Linked DNA regions of Zea mays: region 1 is linked to region 2. Evidence: chromatin contacts called from public Hi-C data. All regions are on one chromosome and are shown on one strand. The core of a region is the stretch at or near the end of the contact, and the rest is flanking DNA. Distances in the headings are between cores, read along the strand shown.

Evidence for each region. Hi-C and Micro-C count contacts between places; a contact is called where the count stands out from the background.
Region 1: a contact with region 2 is called in a Hi-C map of ear, with 1.7 times the contacts expected there. The contact joins the promoter of LOC100193605 here to the promoter of LOC107126293 in region 2. A contact is called at or near these places in 3 of 25 Hi-C or Micro-C datasets (bundle sheath, ear and leaf).

What each region holds. Positions count from the first base shown.
Region 1 is chr7:126,539,971-126,545,368 of Zm-B73-REFERENCE-NAM-5.0, forward strand. LOC100193605 reads left to right here and starts at 3,727. Exons shown (of 11, transcript NM_001138708.1): 1 at 3,727-3,838; 2 at 3,925-4,016; 3 at 4,614-4,720; 4 at 5,131-5,236. The coding sequence starts at 3,783.
Region 2 is chr7:126,113,418-126,119,390 of Zm-B73-REFERENCE-NAM-5.0, forward strand. LOC107126293 (Dormancy-associated protein homolog 3) reads left to right here and starts at 4,708. Exons shown (of 3, transcript NM_001319095.1): 1 at 4,708-5,185; 2 at 5,518-5,623; 3 at 5,721-5,973. The coding sequence starts at 4,912. The coding sequence ends at 5,748.

The DNA of each region.
Region 1 (5,398 bases), core at 2,477-4,976, 430 kb after region 2:
AGTATATGTGCGGGTTTGATATTAAATCTGCGAGTGCGGGTTCGTAAATCCTCTACACGTGGGTTTCAAACCCGTTGTCATCCTAGTCTGCTACGCTGCATTTCAGTTATCGCGCCGTGTAGAATCATTGCAGACCATTACGTAAAACGGTAGACTTGGCGACCAAGATTTACACCGACAGAAATTACCAGCTCTTGAGCAAGTCCGTCCCGGTTCAGTGCAGTTTATTTGTGGCAGCTGAGAAGGGTCAGGCGGGAGTCGGGACAACAAGGTTCCAGTTCCAGTTGTTGTCCCAGCGCGGGCGCGCGGCAGAAATGTTGCACGTCCGAACTGTGGCAGAGAGACAAATCTGCGCCGGCCGGCGGTCTCCTTGCCTTGTCAGCGACGGGGGTACGCGTACGCTGCAGCCTATACTCGTACGGGTTTCATATGATCCGCAGGCCGCAGCTCAGTCACAGACAGGCGCCGCATGTGTCAAAACAGGCCGTTGCGCGGTGCGCGCGCGGTAGGGGCGTGTGCTGGCCCCGCCGATGTCGGGCCCGAGCGGTAGGGGCGTGTGCTGGCCCCGCCGATGTCGGGCCCGAGTAACGCGCACACCGTCTCTCCGTAGCGCGTGGCTTTCGTTCCAGAACAGATGAATTATTATATTGGGCCGCTAATTGTTCATTTGGGCCGCATCTTAGCTGTATGGCTGGCAGAGTAGCACCTATTTTCGGAGTTAGTGCAGCATCGGAGCATCAATATCTCTTTTACTCCCTATTTTCCTTTCTTCTATTTCTACTTTTTTATATTTTTTAAATTTTGTTTTATGCCGATTTTTATTCTTATTTCTATTTTTACATTAATTGATTTCTTTACTTCTCCATTTTTTTATTTCTCGATTCCATTATCCTCTACCTTTTTATGTTTTGGTGTATTTTTTTCCTTTTTCCTTTCTCTTTTTACATTTTACTCTAATTATTTTAGTTTTTATTTGATAGACAGAGGAGATACAAAAGAGGGTGACCAGTGGTTCATGCATACGTCTGATTATACGTGTGGTTTTTCTGTTTTAATAAATACGATGACCTTGTTTTAAGGGTATCCGTTTAGTCTAGAAAATATAGTGCTACTTTGAGAGCTATTTGTGAAGTAACTCTCACAGTAATATATTTTAGATTGTTCATTTAGCATACTTCAAATGTCAAGCGGCTCGAGTAGACAGACCCTTGTGCACCAGTTGACGTAGTAGTTGCTAGTTAGAGCATCTTCAATGGTGCTTTATCTTGAAATATAAAACCTAACTTATAAAAAATAGTTTTAATAGTGTCCTATTTTACAATTTTTTATCAGAAAAGTATAGAGCACTGACCCAAATATACTACATACCAAACTAGTGTTTTATCCTTGTTTTGTACATCATTATAAACATTTTCTTTCTTACTAATGTAGTTTACTTCGTAAAATACATGATTCAGAGCTTAACTATTAGAGTGCAATTTGTTTTTAGTGCCCTAAACACTTTAAATGGTGTAACATTCAAATTTTGGTTCACTATTTTAAGTCATCTTAGGTTGTCTCCAGCAGCACACGCTAAAGGAGACGGTACCGTATATTTAGTGTTTCTTGCTGTCAGTAAGCTCTCCAACAAGGTCCGCTACAGTGTTCTCTAAAATAGCGGACGTCTCTGACAGCCGCGAGATGTAGTGGTGTACTGTGCGTTCGGTAAATGTACGTTGTGCTTCTTTTGGTTGATAATAGCTCACGTCGTGTCCTTTTTTATTATATTTTGGTTAATGTCGTACTAAATGTGACCAATAAAGGAGATAGAGTAGAGATTAAAAAAGATGAGATATAGAGGATTAAATTTAGACGACATTGTTGTAGACTAAAAAGATATAGTGGATAAAATCTTTTAGAGTGTGCTGTAAAGGACAATGAATATTTTTGTAGGGATGAAATTTATGTGACGTTCTTAGTATTAGTAAGGTCGAAGAGCTGAGTAGCGTGTGTCCACGTGTCTTGGTTTGTTGCTGAGCCTATTGTTTGTGGGCCGAGATTCTAGTAAGCAGTAGTGGACCATGATTAGGATTACGGCCCTAGAGGCCTTACACCATGTCGGTCTCATTCTCCTCGGACCGTCTGCTTATCACGCGCTCAGTTACAGACTCGTGTGGATAAATTGATATCACTACCACACACACACACACAAAGCTTTTAGTGACGGGCAACGTGTTCGATATGACCGCGTGGCCGATCAACTTCCATGAACACGATGCTAAACATTGCTTGGACGAGTAGGACACAAACAAGGACCACGCACGGAAGGTATTTTGTTTGGCGTGAAACAATTGAGCCTCGACTATTACAGTTGTGATTACTTGCGCGTTGAGACCACGCAACGGGACAAGATACTTCCTTATCCTTACCTAGGACGGAGCCCAAATATATCCCCCTCCGTTTCGTTTTAGTTGTCGCTGGATAGTGCAAAATTGAACTATCCAGCGACAACTAAAAAGAAATGAAGGGAGTATACGACACTGGTCACTTTTTTCTCTCTCAAAAAATCATACTATTATACACGCGTATTCATCTTTATGAACCGTCTGCGTAAACATACACAACATACTCTATATTAATTAAGAGGTGAGCTAATAGTTAGTTAGTAAAAATTGCTAGTTGAATTAGTTAGCTAACAAATATCTACCTTATTATTAGCTAATTTACTAAAAACAAATATATTGTTTGGATATTTTCAACTAATTTTAGCGGCTGACTATTAGCTCCAATTTAAGCAGCTTCGGAAAACTAAGAACAGACTAATAAATTCCGAGACTGATAGAATTGATACAGACATGTCGCGGTCACTCTTGATTCGATGGTTGCTGAAAATGTTATGTTACGTAGTAGTATTGCTCTTGTGGTCTTCAGAATCAAGCTAGTTTTTTCTCCCCAAGTACATCGAGTCAGCGACAGAACTGTTGCGCTACAAGGAGCGTACCCCACTTACATATAGAGCTAAATCCTTTTGGTTTCAAAATAAATGACCTAAACCGCGTTTCGTATTTGTTGGTCTATGTTTTTACGAGTAGTAATAATCATAATCCGAAGTTGATTGCCCCCACGAGGAGATGTGGGGCTTGAATGCTTGATAAAAAAAATCTCCGGTCTCCGCCGTCCATGTCTCCCCGTGGCCCGTTGTTCTCTGAGGGCAGGCCCGCGCCACAGCGGGACTGATGCGCACGCCACGCGTTAGGTCGGCACGACTGCACGAGCACGCGGCCGCTAAACCGACGTGGCTCGGGCCAGCCACGCGGCCTCAGGCGAGTGGGCTGGGCTCGTTGTTCGGACTCTCACTTCCTGTGTGCTCTCGTCGCCTCCGATCGAATCGTGTCGGGCGGGCTCGTGCCCGATCTTGTCTGGTCCTGTCTTGGCTCCCCGCCAGGAATAGCGCACCGAGATCCCTTGCGCGCACGGACCAGCAGATCGCGCGCGGGAGTGAGAGGGCGACAGGGCGTGGCCGCGAGGTGGGCATGGGATCGGAGGGACGGGTCTGGAATGGCGCGGGCGTGGCCGCCGGCAGCGGCTATGGCGGCAGCGTCGAGGCGAAAGCGACCACCGCGGCGCCCGCGGACGTTCCCACGTCGGCGGCCTCCGTCGACATCTCGCTGCCGCTCCCGGAGATGTCGCCTCACATCATGCAAGTACCCCCCCCTACTCTCCTATCTCTCTTCGATCCTCTTGCTTCCGCTCGCACCTCGGGCTGGTCTCGTGCCGCTGTGCGCCTGTCAGCAGCTCGTGTCATGTTCGAGCATTCGCGAGCGCGCGGGGCGTCGTACCCGTGCCCGCGAACCAGCCGGTAAATGCCTCCGCGTCTGCGGGTGACAGGAATGTGCTGATGCACGGAAAGTCTCTCTGATTTGGGGATTGCTGGTGCCTTTTCAGAGGTCTCTGCAAGGAGTTGGTCAAAGGGTGGTCGTCGATTGACAGCTCGCGCTTCTCCATCGAGACCGTGTCTGGGGGCATCACCAATCTATGTGAGTTGCTGCTCCCCTGACACTGGCATGGCTTGTACCGCCATCAGATTCCTCACCTTTTCGCCTGAGCAGCATGATGACTGTAGTAGATGAATAATGCATGCATACTAGTTAGTTGCTTCGAATGTTGCACATCGTTGATGAATTCGTGCCGGCACCACTGCTCAGTTTCGTTCCTCTGCAGCAGTGAAAACGTCTCACCCTCGCCCGTTTGCTGAACAAGTGGTGCTGAACTAGGGTACAGATAGATTTAAAGATCCTCTTTTTTTTTTCCGCTGTAACGACTGCGTGCTTCCGCTTCCTGCTGCTATTCTTCCCATTTGCTGATGAAGCAGCAGAACCCAATGCTTTTTACAAACTTTGGGCGATTAGATACTTCAGGGTGCTGTACAATAAGTATTTCCTTTGGCCTGCACCATTTCTGCTGTCATTGTCACCATTTCTGCTTTACAAATTAATAAGAGCCTACTGCATCTGTATGTGCACCTAATTCACCCATAGGGATGATTCGGATGAACAATGATCCGTTGATTCATGTGTGCAGCGATAATTTCTTTCAGTTTGTCGTTCATGATATGTATTTGTTATTACCTACAGTGCTCAAGGTTTCTGTCAAAGGAAACAATGGCAATGATTCTTCTGTTACTGTTCGGTTGTATGGACCAAATACAGACTTGGTGATTGATCGGAAAAGGGAATTGCAGGTGAGAATCTGAGTGGTATTTATATGCTTTCCATAGAAGCAGTTTTTTTGCCTTTGGGAGTGGTACAAGATTGTGTGTTACCTATAGTATTCCACAATGACTCTAGGCTTCTTGCATTACCCCTTGTGTTAGTCATATTTTTCTAGTGGCACGTTTTCAATTCTTCTAGACACATAATAGTAATGCTTTTGTATTAGCATCTGTTCTACCAAATGCATTGCCTTTTGTTTCATATCTGTACCTTTTCCCTGATGAATGGATTTCATTTCGTTCTATGGAAAATGCTAACATAGAATGATAATTTTAAGGGTCCCTAGACTGTACACGTAGTATAATGTACCCATAAAATTAAATCTCATTTCGATTCTAAAATATTTCCTAATGCATACATCTACTACCGTCATGGTTAGGCGATACCGTATCTCTCAGCTGCAGGGTTCGGGGCTCGGCTGCTTGGAATGTTTGAAAATGGAGTAGTTCAGTCATTCATCTATGCTCGAACACTGTCACCTGCAGGTAGGCATACTTCCTGTCTGAACAACGTATCGGGTGTGGGGTCCTAATCAACTTAGTGCGATAGTTTCTCTATTCTCTTTTGTAGTTTTAGGTACAATTTCAAATGCGACTTCAAACAGATTGTGTTTTTTTCCCTTTCTCTATAGTCAGCATTATCCATGA
Region 2 (5,973 bases), core at 3,458-5,957:
GCACCGTCGTCTCAGGTACGAGGCCGGCGTCCCGCAAGCCCTCCGCGAGCGCGCTGGCGTCGTCCGCTTGCTCGAGATTGGCGTGTCGCGGGGAGACGGCGCTCGTCTTCGCCTCAGGCGCGAAGTCGATACCCGGTGCGCCCCTCGTTGGGGTGCCGACGCTATCGACTCGCTCGACAGCCAACGAGGCGCTGCCTCTTGCTTGGCCTTGGTTGCCCTGCCTTCCCCTCCGTCGGCGGGGGAGAAAGCGGGACGAACTCGGAGGTTGTTCTTCCACCACGCGGGGAAGACGTCGTCGATTCCGCCGCCGGCGGGCAGGCTGTCGGCCGCCATTGTCGTTGTCGCGCGGCGGTCGAAGGAGTATTGTGTCGTAGCTGCCGTCGAAGGACATGAACTCAAGACTCCCGAAACGGAGCACCGTCCCGGGTCGGAGAGGTTGCTGGAGACTGCCCATCTGGATCTTGACGGGAAGCTGTTCGTCAACACGCAGCAGGCCCCTACCTGGCGCGCCAACTGTCGGCGTTCCGAGACCGGGGGTCCCGTGGGCCGACGAGTGAGTGTCGCCGCGTGCCCCAGCCCAGATGGGTCGAGCGCGAGGGCGAGCGTGAAGGGGGGAGAAGCGAGGAGGCGGCCGGAGACCGGCGTGAGAGAGGTGGGAATCCCACGGCCTTCGTGTTCGTCCCGCGCCCAGGTCGGGTGCGCTTGCAGTAGGGGGTTACAAGCGTCCACGCGGGTGAGGGAAGCGAGCGGCCCCAAGTGAGCGCCTGTCTCGTCCTCGTCCCCGCGCGGCCAACCCTCTCTAAGAGGGCCCTGGTCCTTCCTTTTATAGGCGCAAGGAGAGGATCCAGGTGTACAATGGGGGTGTAGCAGAGTGCTACGTGTCTAGCGGGGGAGAGCTAGCGCCCTAAGTACATGCCGATGTGGCAGCCGGAGAGATTTTGGCACCCAGCTGGTGTGATGTTGTGGCCGTCGGAGGAGCGACGGAGCCTGGCGGAGGGACAGCTGTCGGAGCGGTCGGGTCCTTGCTGACGTCCTGTTGCTTCCGTAAGGGGGCTGAGGGCCGCCGTCGTCACGGAGCATGCGGGGCGCCATCATTGCCTGTCTGGCGGAGCTAGCCAGATGGGACACCGGTCTTGTTCCCTACGGCCCGAGTCAGCTCGGGGTAGGGTGATGATGGCACCTCTTGTTGACGTGGCTGGCCTACGCCTTAGGTTGGGTGACGAGGAGGCTCCTCCGAAGCCGAGGTCGAGTCTGTCTTCCGTGGCCGAGGCCGAGTCCGAGCCCCTGGGTCGGGCGAGGCGGTGGTCGTCGGCAGAGGCCAGGGCGGAGTCCGAGCCCTGGGGTCGGGCGGAGCGTAGTTCGTCGTCTTCTGGGGCTGAGCCCGAGTCCGAGCCCTGGGTCGGGCGGAGCGGAGTTCACCGTCTTCCGGGACTTAGCCCGAGTCCGAGCCCTGGGTCGGGCGGAGCGGAGTTCACCGTCTTCCGGGACTTAGCCCGAGTCCGAGCCCTGGGTCGGGCGGAGCGGAGTTCGCCGTCTTCCGGGACTTAGCCCGAGTCCGAGCCCTGGGTCGGGCGGAGCGGAGTTCGCCGTCTTCCGGGACTTAGCCCGAGTCCGAGCCCTGGGTCGGGCGGAGCGGAGTTCGCCGTCTTCCGGGACTTAGCCCGAGTCCGAGCCCTGGGTCGGGCGGAGCGGAGTTCGCCGTCTTCCGGGACTTAGCCTGAGTCCGAGCCCTGGGTCGGGCGGAGCGGAGTTTCCTATGGTGCCTTTGGCCGGGCCTGACTGCCTGTCAGTCTCACTCTGTCAAGTGGTACTGCAGTCGGAGTGGCGCAGTCGGCGCTGTCCTTCTGTCAGTCCGGTCAGTGGAAGTGACAGCGGTCTCTTTGGCTCTGCCGGGGGGGCGCGCGTCAGGATAAAGGTGTCAGGTCACCTTTGCATTAAATGCTCCTGCGACTTGGTCGGTCGGTGCGGCGATTTAGTCAGGGTTGCTTCTTAGCGAAGGCAGGGCCTCGGGCGAGCCGGAAATATGTCCGCCGTTGGAGGGGGGCCTCGGGCGAGACGGAAATCCTCCGGGGTCGGCTGCCCTTGTCCGAGGCTAGGCTCGGGCGAGGCGTGATCAAGTCGCTCGAATGGACTGATCCCTGACTTAATCGCACCCATCAGGCCTTTGCAACTTTATGCTGATGGGGGTTACTAGCTGAGAATTAGGAGTCTTGAGGGTACCCCTAATTATGGTCCCCGACAAAATCATTTAATGAAACAACTTAGTGTGGCAGTATATTCTTCTATAGGCTTAATCCAAATTATTAGATATAGCAAAATAAAAAAACGACTCTGCCAATGTCTAGGAAAGTTATACTCCCATCCATAGCATGATGGATCCTGTCAAAAGAAGACCTACTCTAGAAAAAAATGGCAGGCTCATCCTCAAGGTCTTGAATGATTCGGGACTCTTGAGTCATATTAGACTCCCCTGGCATGCCCTAAGATACCTGACAGAGTGACAGATAGGACCCACTAAGGGTCCCCGCACCTCGGAGCAACTAACAATTTGGAGTTTAAGGGCCTCGCTCTTTAGGGTCCCTAGTTGTAAGGTCTCTCGCACCCCGAGGCATCTAGCAAATGGGGCCTCTAAAGGCTCGTTATATCTCGAGACACCCCATAGAAATACCCTTTGGTCCCATGATGGGGACCTTGTGTTTTAGCGGCCAAAGCTCCTAAGGCTCCATGCACCTAACACGTTAGATAGGTAAGTTCTCGAGAACCCCCCCCTGCCTGGGGTGCTTAGCGAAGTTAGTACGAAGGCACCCATATGTTAAGTGCTTAGTGAAGTTAGTACGAAGGGAACCGATTGGTCACGGCCAGGCCTAGCAGCAAAAGATAGCTTTTGTAGTAGGGAAGGTGAGAAATAATTCAAGCTTGAGCATATATGGCTTACACTTCACAGTCAACCAAAGTGGTGCTCGTGGCACGGTGGCTCCAACTCGGGATATGTGAGCAAACGGCCACGCCTCAACCTAGAGGGGGATTATAGCTCTAGATTATTTGATAGTGTCGATGCACCACACCCTATTGGTCGCAATAGGGCTAGAGCGCAAAGCAAGGGCAAAGGTACAACAACGAGTAGCAGCGAGGCCCCTGGACGGAAGAAGGCCATGGCGAAGGGGCTCTATAAGGCCAACGAGAAGTTAAATTATGCGAACTTATACAATTAATTCACCAAATTAATGGATAAGACACCGACAACGTGAATGAAGACATGAGAAGGATCCACATGTTGGTCGTTAAACAGTTGGCCAAACAATTAAAATTAGATGAACAAGGAACCAATGAAGAAGATGAGGTGGACAAGGACGAGAAGGACGACGAGTTGTTTTTATATGAGCTTTTGTATTTTTATTTATTTTTAATCTATTGGATTGTATGAACTTTGTTCAATTTATATAGTTTTATTTTTTTAATGAACTATGTTTTTAATGTTTTTTGTATTTTATTTGAACTAAAAATTGTGAGTCTGTGGAAGAAAAGCTAATGTGGCACCTGATGTGGCTATAGACTGACGGTAAAGGCTGTGCACTGATAAGTTATGGTAGATAAAGATTGATGTTAGTAGATATAGACCAATCGATAGTGAGATGACAGTAAATGCAGACCCGGTGCACTGGATCCAGTTTTATGGAATGTGCTCGCATTTACATGCTAAAGAATAAGAAAAAGGGTAAATGGTACTGAGGAGTGCTATACCTTCTCGTTCACTGAGCTGGGAGCCGAGACTGACGGCAGGAGTATTCGGGACTGGCTGGAAACGAGCTGAGCCGAGCTCGGCTCGGCTCGCCCATTTCACGAGCTGGGGAGACAGGCTCGGCTCGGCTCGCGAGCCACACCCTGATATATATAATTGCATTATCTAGTGAATTATTAGTATATAAATATAAATATATAGATATCATTTATCATTATGAGTAATCTAAATTATTGATTGTCATATATTTATCATGAAACGTTAAGAAACAAACTGACTATCTATAAAATTACTCAATATCCATCATTATTCTACATATTAAGTAATTTGGCAAAGCTCGCGAGCCGCTCCGAGCTCGAGCCGGCTCGCGAGCCTCGAGCTTATTTTCCAGCCCTATCCGGGACTGCTCTGTGCCACCAACTTTAGGGTCTGTTTGGTTGGTCTGTGGTTGTGTAAAAAGCTGTTGTAGAATGTGAGCTGTGGAAAAAGCTGTTGTGGTCCGTGAGCTGTTAAAAAGCTAAAAATCGTTTAGTGGAAACCACTAAAAGCTATTAAAAGTTATTCGATATATGTTTTCACAGTTTCATCAAAAAGCTACTAAAAATATGTCGAGAGTGCTTTCAATTTTGCAATGCGAGAAAGTCAACTTTTAGAAAAAGCTGATTCTTGGATCCAATCCCTTTGGTTTTAGTTTAGGAGATAAAAGTCAAGCCAAAAGTCAAACCAAACATACATTTAGTTCGCTGTATATCAGCTTTACTTTAAAATTTACCAATATTTTTAACACGTTTGTCTTGTAACACAGTTCTAATACCGAAAATTGAGATTCTGTTGGAAAAAGGGAAGACACGATGGAAAAGAAAACTGATAGTCCCAAATTACACATGCCCCCCAAATATCGCCTAAATCCTCTTTTCGCCCTCAAAAAATCCTCTATAAAACCGCACTGCTCCCTTGGTCCTGCAAATCCAAGAAGAAAGGAGCATAGAACATAAGAGGAGAGACCGCACTACACACCTCACGCCTGAAGTTCAGATCTAAGCCTTCTCGTCCTCGCCCAAGGACAACGATAAACATCTAAGAACCAAACAAAAACAGAGCACGACCATCGGTCTCTAAGCAAAACGCGCAGCACGCCGGGCGCTCCACGCACGTAGGCTAGCAGAGCGCGCATGGGGCTTCTGGACCAGCTGTGGGACGACACGGTGGCCGGGCCGCGCCCGGACTCCGGCCTCGGCAAGCTCCGCAAGCACGCGTCCTTCTCCCCCTCGTCGGCCGCGCCGTCGCCGACCGCGGAGGGCGCGGCGCCGCCCGCCGTGACGCGGAGCATCACCATGCTGCGGCCGGCGGCGCTGTCCGTCGCCACGTCGCCGCGCAGCGAGTCCAGCTCCGCGCCGTCGTCGCCGTCGCCCGCAAGCGGCGCTCCGGACTCGCCCTTCGGCGCAGGTGACCACCAGCTCTCGCCGTCACCTTCTCTTCTTTTTTTTCCCCCAGTTCTCGTCGTCGCTGCGCGGTGTTTGACTGTTTCGTTGGAGCTCGCGGAAGGGATCTTTGGGTCAGTCAGCGTTGTAAAAAGCAAAAAGAAAAAAAGAAAAGAAATATACGGTATCTGGTTAATAATTTCGCAGCTGCACGCTTCGTTTTAGCGGAATTCTGTAGCGAATTTGAAGCTACTTTTGTATAGTCGAATGTTGGAGATCTGAAGCATACACACGCACACCCCCGGCTGATGTTGTGGTCTCTTTTTCTGTACGTACGTTGCCACCGTGATGCTGCAGCGACGACGCCCAGGGGAGAGGGCTGGAAGAAGCTGCGCCGGAAAGGCAGGATGGCCGACGGCGCCGACGCCCCCGGCACGCCGAGGAGCCCCACTGTGTACGACTGGTGCGTATTATAAATACTATGTCCTGTTGCCTCCGAACAGAGTTGGCATGGTACATCATCTGAAATCTGATCCGCGTGTCTCGGACTCCCACGGCAGGGTGGTGATCAGTTCGCTGGACCGCTGAAGCAGCCGGCCGGGCCAAGACGAGGACACAGCACAAGGATGGAGGAAGCCAGCCACCATCAGCAGCAGCTAGCGGACTGAAGGAGGATCGGAACAGAGAGGCCCCCCCGGCCATGCGACCTGCTTAACAGAGCTTCTGGTCACGGTTCTGTTATACTACGCGTTAACGGTGTATGTATATACGTCATCTTCCTGTAAATCTCCGTGGTGTGAGGTGCTGCTGATT